Regions from separate parts of the Gossypium hirsutum genome. Here region 2 is linked to region 1. Evidence: chromatin contacts called from public Hi-C data. All regions are on one chromosome and are shown on one strand. The core of a region is the stretch at or near the end of the contact, and the rest is flanking DNA. Distances in the headings are between cores, read along the strand shown. Region 1 holds the start of LOC107926222 (PLAT domain-containing protein 3). Region 2 holds the start of LOC107945530.

What was found. Hi-C and Micro-C count contacts between places; a contact is called where the count stands out from the background.
Region 2: a contact with region 1 is called in a Hi-C map of leaf, with 1.9 times the contacts expected there. The contact joins the promoter of LOC107945530 here to the promoter of LOC107926222 in region 1. A contact is called at or near these places in 2 of 34 Hi-C or Micro-C datasets (both in leaf).

What each region holds. Positions count from the first base shown.
Region 1 is chrD12:36,317,790-36,322,796 of Gossypium_hirsutum_v2.1, reverse strand. LOC107926222 (PLAT domain-containing protein 3) reads left to right here and starts at 2,188. Exons shown (of 2, transcript XM_041107894.1): 1 at 2,188-2,319; 2 at 2,453-3,103. The coding sequence starts at 2,260. The coding sequence ends at 2,908.
Region 2 is chrD12:36,985,867-36,990,873 of Gossypium_hirsutum_v2.1, reverse strand. It overlaps LOC107945530, which reads left to right and starts at 2,153. Exons shown (of 2, transcript XM_016879581.2): 1 at 2,153-2,487; 2 at 2,584-4,155. The coding sequence starts at 2,686. The coding sequence ends at 3,984.

The sequences.
Region 1 (5,007 bases), core at 939-3,438:
AAATAGGGATCAACATCCAATCAAATTGAGTTTAACTCTATTTTAAATTCAATGGAATCAAGTGAAACAATGTTAAGTTAAATAACTTAATAAGTTCTATTTTATCATTTCAATTGGATTTGAAAAACTTTCAAATCCAAATCGAGTAAATTCGTCGAGTTAAATAAATTTGTTTAAGTTAAAAAAATATAAATCGATCATATTAAAATTTTGTTGACAATATGACTAAATTCCAAGCTAACAAACATAAATACCATGTATATTTGAAAACTCTTTCAAAAAAAAATAAGAGAAAAACAAGATAATTAATTAGTATGATAAACTTGATTTGATAATTTCTTGTTTAAGGCTTTAAATTTATTATTTTGTTTATTTTAAATTATAATTTAGAATTTTTATATATCTTTAAATATTTTTTAGTAATTTTTAATATTTTAAATTTTTGAATATATATTTATAAAATTTTAGAAAAATATTTTATAAATATTTTGAATTTTTGAAGATTATTTTGAATTTCTTGTAATATCTTTTAAGGGAATAATTTGTTTTCAAAATTATTAGTGGCTTAAAAAGTATTAAATCAATTTATTATTTGAATTACTTGAGTTATAAAATTTAATTCAACAAAAATTTGGATTCTTATTCAAGTTTATTCAATAAAATAAAAAATTTCAAAAAATTAATATAATTAATTTAATTAATTTAAAATTTAAAATTTATTAATTTTTTAAATCGAATTCAGTTTTAACGTGAAACTCAAATTTCTTGCTGGAAGACTTTTTTTTAAGGTAATTTCTTGTTGAAGTTGATGGTGATGTTGATGAAGGACCATCTGTTCTTGATGTAGAACCAAGATGCAATCTCTCATTGACAATTGTACAAAACACCACCACATGATTCACACTGAACCTTTTTATAGCTCCGTTTCGAATATGCTTTTCTCTCCTCCGTACAATTTCCCACAACTTCGTCGTTGCAAAAATAATAAAGAAGATGGATCCAAAACAATAACTTTTAATCTAAAATTACATTACAGTCCCTCCACAGTCCGCTCTTATCGCTATCCTGTTTCCTAACTCTAGATAGTGTTTGACATTACATGTGATCGACAAGTCACACAACTTTAGGGACAGTACTGTAATTTTCCGTGAAGATGATTTCATTTCAGCCAGGTGTGAACCAAAAACCCTTTTTCTTTGGCAAACGTCAAATCATTTCTTAATTGCTTACTCATTATTAATATATAATCTGTACATTTGACTTTGGAAGGATAAAACAAATATGTTACTTATTACATTTAATTTTAAAATGAGATTTTTTTAGCATTGTGGATTTTGAACATTTATCTCAATATGCACACAGTCTCATTAGGTATATTTGTTATGAATTAATTTTGTCCAATTCTTTTTAATTATTTATTTGGTCATAATTCGATATGTTTACCGTTATAACAGTAATTTCAAAAATCAACGCATTAACCAATTATTATTGTTTTATTTATATGTTATTAATAGTCCTTTCACAATAATTAAAATCATAAATAAGGCCAACACCAATTCTTACTTCAAAGTAATTATCAAATAAGCCAGTTATACCTATAATCACCAATTAAATATAATTTTTTATTAATTAAATATATTTAATAATTTTTTGATTTAGTGAGAAGAGTATAAAAATGAAGGTTAATCCTAAAACAATTTCGTACCCACTTTCAGTTATAAAAGAATAATTAAATATATGTGAATTCAGTAATATTAAATTTGTAATAGAATTAATTAAAAATTTTAATTTACATCAATTTCATCTTTTAGTGCTTTTATTTTTCTTTTTGTTAATGTAATTCACCACAGTACCTTCAGAAACTAATAATAATATAGGATAATAACGTATTTCACCTTTTAATTTTATAAAATTCTTTTTACCTTTTATTTAACTTTTCAGTTCTTTTAGATTTTAAGTTTATTGTCAAATCAGTTCCAATACATGAAAAAAATTAAATTCGATTAACTTGGTTGAAAATTAAATTCGGTTAATTTTATTGGTTTGACATTTAATGATGTCTCTTGTCATATCATTAATTAATTAATTTTTTAATTAAAAAAATTAAGAAATATATTTTTATAATTGTTTGTTTTTAATAAATTTTAAATTTTAAAAATTAATTAATACGTTAATCCACGTGTGTCCTCAAAGAAAATTGAAAGGTTCTAAAAAATTCAGGTACCTTCCTAAAGAAATTGCATATTTATACGACACTCTATGGAAATTTCTCTAATGCGAGAGCCTCAAAACGTTAAACCCAATGGCGATCCCAACTCAGTTAGTCCTCTCCTTTCTCCTCCTTTCTTTTTCCCCTGTCGTTTTTTCAGTAAGTAGCCCTCAACATCCCCCATAATCTCCTCTCTATCTCCAACTTTAACCTCTCGATCTTTCTCTTTTTTCTTGCTTGTAGGACCGTGAAGATTGCGTTTACTCGGTCTACATAAGGACGGGATCCATCATCAAAGGCGGAACCGACTCCATCATCGGCCTACGGCTCTACGATGCCAATGGCTACTCAGTGGAGATCAGCAACATCGAAGCATGGGGTGGGTTAATGGGGCCAGGATACAACTATTTCGAGAGGGGTAATTTGGACATTTTCTCAGGTAGGGGACGTTGCTTGGATGCCCCTCTTTGTGCCATGAACTTGACCTCCGATGGTTCGGGTGAGCACCATGGATGGTACTGTAACTATGTGGAAGTTACCATGACTGGCGTCCATAAACCTTGTAGCCAGCAGCAGTTCACGGTGGAGCAGTGGTTGGCGCTCGATGCCCCACCTTACGATCTCACCGCCATCAGAAACTATTGTCCCTCGGAGGTTCCCGATGATCGTCGTCATCGGGAGTCTAGCTCTAGCATGTGATGCGTTTTAGTTAGTATAATAATAATTATCATGGTGATAATGAGGATGATTAATTAGAGGGGTAGGTGGGGATGCTTATGAACTCATGGTTTGCAGCGGCCCTTTGGTCATTAGTGTTCGTCTCTTTTTGTTCGATAACGTTTGTCGTGTAATGTGACAATTATGGATTAAATTATATTATGTTTTCACTATAAATATTAACTATAAACATTATTACATAAAAGTATTAACTAGTTTTTTTATGATTCTTAATTATAATGTAATATATTTATTTTTTTAAAATTTATAAAATCATTTGTAATGTTTTAATAATAACGCAAATTACTAATAATTTATTTCAATAATAAAACATAATATGTTATGTTTATTTCAATAATAATAAATAATTTATTAATATTTTTTAAAATAGTTAGCACAAGTGTACATTATATGAATTTAATTTATGATAACTTTAGAAAAAATCAGTTTAAAAAATAAGTTTGTTGCATAGTAGAGAATTTTTTTTTTTTGAAATTGAGTATTATGTTATTTATAGTAATAGATTTTACTAAATTAGTACATGTTTTTTTAACCAAGTGATCTTGGTCGTTTCCGAACTTTCAATTAACATGATCTTTCCTGCTATTCTTGAACCCTTAATTTGATTAAATAGTGGGATCTAATTACATAAACCGATTCATACAATGAAAACTTTTAATTTTCCAATGATGGAAATTTAATTCTCTTTATAGGTTAGAAACCAAACTTGAGTACTCACAAAAACTAAAATTTAGATAGGAAATAAATCTCACTATAATTTAATAGGGTATCAACACTCAAGATGATATATTCTGACTTAGCCCATAGCCCCTATTTATATGAAATGTCACAGAAGTTCTATAACACCCCTTATTGGTCCTGATATATAGTATGAGTTGGAGGTGCTATCGAAGCACTTCCATACTTAAATAACAAAAATTTTCTTTTAGTAAAACATCCTTTACAACTTTATAAAATTCCTTAAAGCAGTTCCAATATTTAAGAAAGAATCAAATATGATTTGGTATCATTATAGGTCATTTAATAAATATTAGGGCACATCCAAATCATAAAATAATTGTTGAAGCTCATTGACTTAAAATAGGGCTATTCAAGTTCAAAAAAACATAGAAGTTTTATCAAGAGTTAAATATTCAAAAATTCAAATAAAATTTTAAAACTAATATAAAATCATTTTGAAGGTTTTAAAATTAGTTTAAAACCATTTAGAAATGTTTTTGGGTGAATAAAGGTGCAAGGGTCAAGTAGGAGCCTTAGAGGCTCAAAATGGCCAAAACAATATAGTGGCCCTATCTAGGGGCCTATGTATCAGTACCTAGGTCCCTTTACTATAGATTTTTGGCATTTTGCCAAGTTGGGGTGCGATACCCTTGGTAATGTACTAGACCCTATTTGAGGATGGAAAACCACCATTTTTCTTGGCTTTAAGCTTCGGCCAAGGCTGATTTCTTTTGCATGGTAAGATTTTGAACCCCATTTTTAGTAATTTTTATGTTTTTGAGCTCGTATTAGCTTAATCGAGCTAACATGGGGTCAAATTGTAAATTTGTTAAAGGTTTAGGGATTTTCCATGAATTATTTTAAGGTGTTTTTGACTTTAATGGATGAATTATTAAAGTTGATATCTAGATATAAGTATTTTGTTAAGTGATTTTTAGTGATTTTGAATGTTAGCGATTAAATTGTTTAAATAGTAAAATTCAAGGGATATAATGTGAATTTGTTAATGGTGTGGGCTATTTTGGACCCCTAAGAAATCTACTAACATGGGTTCTCTTTTAAAATGGTAAATTTGCAAGTTATAGGTCTAAGGACTAAATTGAATAAAAGGTAAAACATTAGGGGTAATTTTATAAATTTCCCATTAATAAGGGTTATAAGTTCAATTAATTATTTTAAGTTATTGAATGGTTTAATTGAGTGAAACATTATTATTTAGACCACAAAATGAACCAAACAGATTAAAATCGAGGAAAAGCTATGTGTTGGATTAATCATCGACTTCATTGTTACAATTGTAGTTGTCGAGGTAAGTTCGTTTAAGGATGGAAATTACTATC
Region 2 (5,007 bases), core at 904-3,403, 670 kb before region 1:
GCTCTGATACCATGTTGAAAAGATTAAAAACACTTTGAATGATTGTGAAAATTCCTCTATATTATTGAAACTGATAGTACATTCTATATTTATAAAGTCTTGACTAACTAACTAACTTTACATATAACTGACTCTAACCACCTTACTAACCTCTTTGCTTCTTAATATCTCAACAGGATATTGTGATCGAGAAAAGTAGATAATAAAAGAATTTTTTACCTTGTGTTGATTGCACCTAGTTGTCTTTTTTCTTTTATTGTGAAATTTTGTTCGGTTTTCTATACGTGTTTTATGGGGACATTGACGTCCTTCAGTTTTGTAACCTTATTTTGATTTTTTTCTTTTATTAGTAAGATTTATCCGCTTAGAAAAAGTGACGGCAAATACTGGAGGGTATTAGGAAAGAAAAAAAAAAACCCAAATTGTTTGTAAGCCTTTTCTGTTTGAGATTAATAAATTGAATATGCTTTTAGTTTGAGTTCATTATTGTATTAAAATATTATGAAGTGAGAAAGTAAAACATCAAAGGGAAAGGAATATCCACATCAATCGGAGGGTCGAGATCAAAAAATAAAGCGACAGTAATGCATCCTTATGTGAGCCACAGGTTGATTGAAAACGATGCCAAGTCCAATCAATCCACTGCGCACCAATGGCCCTTACTTGGGTTAGAGACCGCCCATACGCTCACCCAAGTTTATTATTATTATTATCATTATTATTATATACAAAACAAACAAATGGGTAATTTTATAGGCTCAAGCAACTTAAATCAGACATAATAATTAGGCAACTGATTTTGAGAGCCTTCAATGCCCTCTCTTTATCTATTTCATCCTTTGTCATTAAGTTACATTCTAATTAATGATATTTTCTATTAGACACGAGGTTAAAAAATAAGGGGGAAAAAACATAGCTCTACAGAGCAAGTACATGACGTGCAAACATGGAATACGTGAGGATTCGGATTTTTAGGGTTAGGGTTTGGTTTTGTAGGGTCAAATACAGACCATACATGTATGGACAAAAGACTCTTTAATTTTACATTCAACTTTATATTATAAAATTAATTTGTTTTTTAAATTTATATAAAAATATTTTTTATAATATTGGTTAAAAGTTTAATAATATTGTTTAGCTACTTCAATAACTATAGCTATCTTTTTTTTTTTTGATGGTTGCAGAGCGTAGTTAAGGTGTTGTTCAACTGATCTTTCTCCTCTTTGTTTCTGCTTTTCTTTTCTTTTCTTTTACGATATTATTTGAAATAATTAAAGTCTGAGAAGATAACGATGCTAGAAAAGCTGCGAATATATATATATATCTCGTTATCAGATAAAGTAGAAGATAACAGGAAAATATCATTATTTTCCACATACATTTCAACAAGAGGAAGACTGTAAGATTCTCTGAAGTTCCTCTGAATCAATTACATAATATTAAACCCAGATTATGAATTGTTTTTTATTTCTTTTTTGGTATTTAATCAATGACTAGGTCAAAGGATGTGGCTAGGGAATTTTAATATATATTTTTCTAATGTTCATTTATTGTTTTTCTTATACCAAATAATCTGTGAAGAAATGGATATAAACAGCGCACTTGCACCTTCTTTTCTTTCTCATCATTAAACCTAAGTTACCTAACCAATTTAAACATAAGAAAATACAGGCAGGGGGTTTTTCTTATGGGCTTTGAAAAGCAATGGTAGTGATGGTTGATATCTTATATATACCATTCAACAACCATCTTCTCAAATTTGTTTGCTTGCCCACCTCATTACTCCCCAACACCAAAGACTAAAAAGAAAATCTTATAAAAGAAAATGAATAGTATATAATATGTATTGCTTTAAAAAAGATTTCCTCCCTACAGTACATCTTTTTTCTTCCTTTCACACTATGAGGACCGAAACCATAACTTTCTTTTACTTTGACCGGTTGCTTATCATCAAAGCCGTTGGTTTTTCTTTTATATATGAAAAAGAATTTGATTAACGGGGGATGGTGCGTGGTTGTAGAGTATAATTAAAATAATTATATATATATATATAAAGATACATGATAATTTTAACTTGTAAAGTTAAAAATAAAAAAGACACCAAGTAGCAAATAAATAAAAAGGGTAGCGAACCAACTTCTTTTTCTGTCCCTTAATTTCTCTTAAACAGACAATACATTTTAGTATCTTACCCACCCTCAAAAAATTGAAAGGAACCCTAGTTCTTTTCTTCTTAACCCGCAAGGCTAAAACGCAAAAGGGGCGGGGGGGGGGATATTAATAAAAAAGGGGCCTTCCCTCTTCAAAGAAAGTTTACTTCCGTTTTACCTATCTTCTGCAAACCATTTAGTTTAATTGATGATTCTCTTGAAACTTTGTCAATTCCTTTGTTTAATTTACTACATACCTTTTTGGTGGAAGAGAAAGTAAAAAAGCAAGCCAAAGTACTGTCTTGTTTTTCAGATCAGAGCTTTAAAGACAACATGGGTACTTTCTGATAACTCTTCTTCCAGAAGATCTTCCTCTTTCTTCTCTCTTTTCTTTTCTTTTCTTTTTATATTGCTTTCATGCTTTGTTTTGTAGCTTCCTTCTTAAATGAGTCTGAGTAGTGAAGTAAGCAAAAAATCTCTTCTCTGAAAGAAAAAAAGAAGAAAAAAACTCCATATCTGGTCTGTCTTTTGTCTCATGGATTCTGGTAACAGTGGTAGTGTGCAATCTCCGAGTGGTGGCAGTGAAGAGTTTGATTCAGGCGCTAACTCAAACTCAGCTTTCTTTAACAATAACCCATCGAGCCATATTGGTCATGGTCCCTTGGGTAACCAACAATCGCCGCCGCTTCTGCAACAGCAACACCAAAGTCCTTCTTCCTCATCTGTGTTGTTTGACCCTTTATCGAACTACTTCGGTCATCCCTTATCAAGTGTGACAAACCCAAATTCACAACTCAATCTTGATGTGGTTTGGTCCAGAAATCTAAGATCTGAGCCCAACTGCAATGATCTTGTTCGTGGCTTTATGGCCTCATCATCGCCACCACCAACCCAACAGTTATTCACCAACCAGCAAGCACAAAGCAGAACCACTTTTCCTTCTATGCAGATTCCTCAAGGACCTGAAAGTGGTACAAAAGGTTCAGGCACAAGTGGCCAACCCAACAACAACAATATGGTGCGTAACTCAAAGAAGAGATCCAGAGCTTCCCGGCGTGCACCAACCACTGTTTTGACCACAGACACCACCAATTTCCGAGCCATGGTTCAGGAGTTTACTGGGATCCCTGCACCACCCTTCACCTCCTCACCTTTCCCGAGAACCAGACTTGATTTATTTGGTACAACTTCATCTCCTAATTATCTTTTAAGACCATTTGCTCAGAAACTTAATTATCCTCCTCCCTTATTTACTAGCTCTTCCATGGTTGATGCTATGGCTTCTACACCTAGCACTAATTCTACTTCTAGTACAACTTCCATTAACTACCAACTGCCATCTGAGTTAGGCCTTTTAAAACAGCCTCAAAATCCACTCAACATCAACATGCCACAAAACCCAATTCTTAACTTCGTATCACTCCTTCAAGCCCCTCCCAAATACCCACTTTCCAATTCAATAGATATTCCATCAAATGTCTCTCCTCTCAAAATGGGCGCTTTTGAAGGGTTTGGTTTGAGCCAGGGGCATGTCAATCCCAACCTCAGCGGCGTTCAAAACATGGTATCATCATCAGGTGGATCATTGCCAAGAAATGAAAATAGTGCTAATCCTCCAAGCTGGGGAGAAGCAGCAGGGTCCCGTGAACATGATCAAAGTCTCCTAAGGTCCATCAATGGCAGGTACAACAACAGTAACACGCCAGGACTTACGAATGGGAAAGTAAACAATTTCTCGGTGTCTTCATCGGATTTTCATGTCGATAAAGGGCCAGAAAATGTAGCTACAAGAAGTGAAGGTATGGTGGAATCATGGATATGTTCATCTGATTAGGATTTATCTAAAATATTATCAACAAAATGATAAACTTTCCACAAAGAATATCAAGGAAATGATGGTGAATGTATCACATGATGCATGAAAAAGATGGAATCTTTCTTGTTCTCATATTAACCATGATTTTCAACATATATGTGAATCAAAACACTGTTTTTTTATCCCTTATTTAAACCCCTCCTTTTGATTTAATTATATGTAAATGATACTAGCCTCCCGATACCACATTTTATCATAGTATTATTACGTTCATCTTACATAGACGATCATGGTCTTTTTCAACGTTGTCGTATCAATAGTACAAAAACAAATGGTAGTAGTTAAAATATTCAGTATTCTTTTCTTTTATCTTTGGAGAAATTTCTATTTTGTTTCTTTTCCTTTCTTTTTTTTAAATTTCCCTCTTTTGGGTTTTGATTGTAGTGCAAGAATATAAAAGTAAAATCATCAGATAAGGGAAACCATGAAAATCTGTGTTTTACGTGTATTTTGTGAAAATTTAATGCTAACAATTTGAAAAAAATAAACCCTAATAATTTACCGTTAAAAAGCAAATGGCCTGGAGCTGTCTGGTTCTTTGTTTCATTATTTAGCTGATTTTTTATTAAAACATGTCTTTTATTTATTTATATTTAATATTGTTTAAGAATAATATATATGATGCCTAAGATATATTTCCTATGGGAAGTTGTGCTTTAATATAGTTCTATATTTTCTTTATATAATTTGATGTTTGATTATTTACTCTTTTGTAATGTAGATAGAAAGATGCCCATAATTTTATAAAACCATATAATAAAATTTCCCAGAATTAAAGAAATGATTAATTTTTCATAAAATAGTTTAGGAACTATTTGGAATTCCAATTATTTAAGTCCAAATCTTTTGGCTTTGGCTCATTTCTCACGTATAATCATATGGTTGTACATTTTGGACAAAATACCATTTTTAATGGAATTTGAGGTACAACCAGGATTTTCTTACTGCCATTTTGTCATAGGCTATTGGCATTATGGGGAC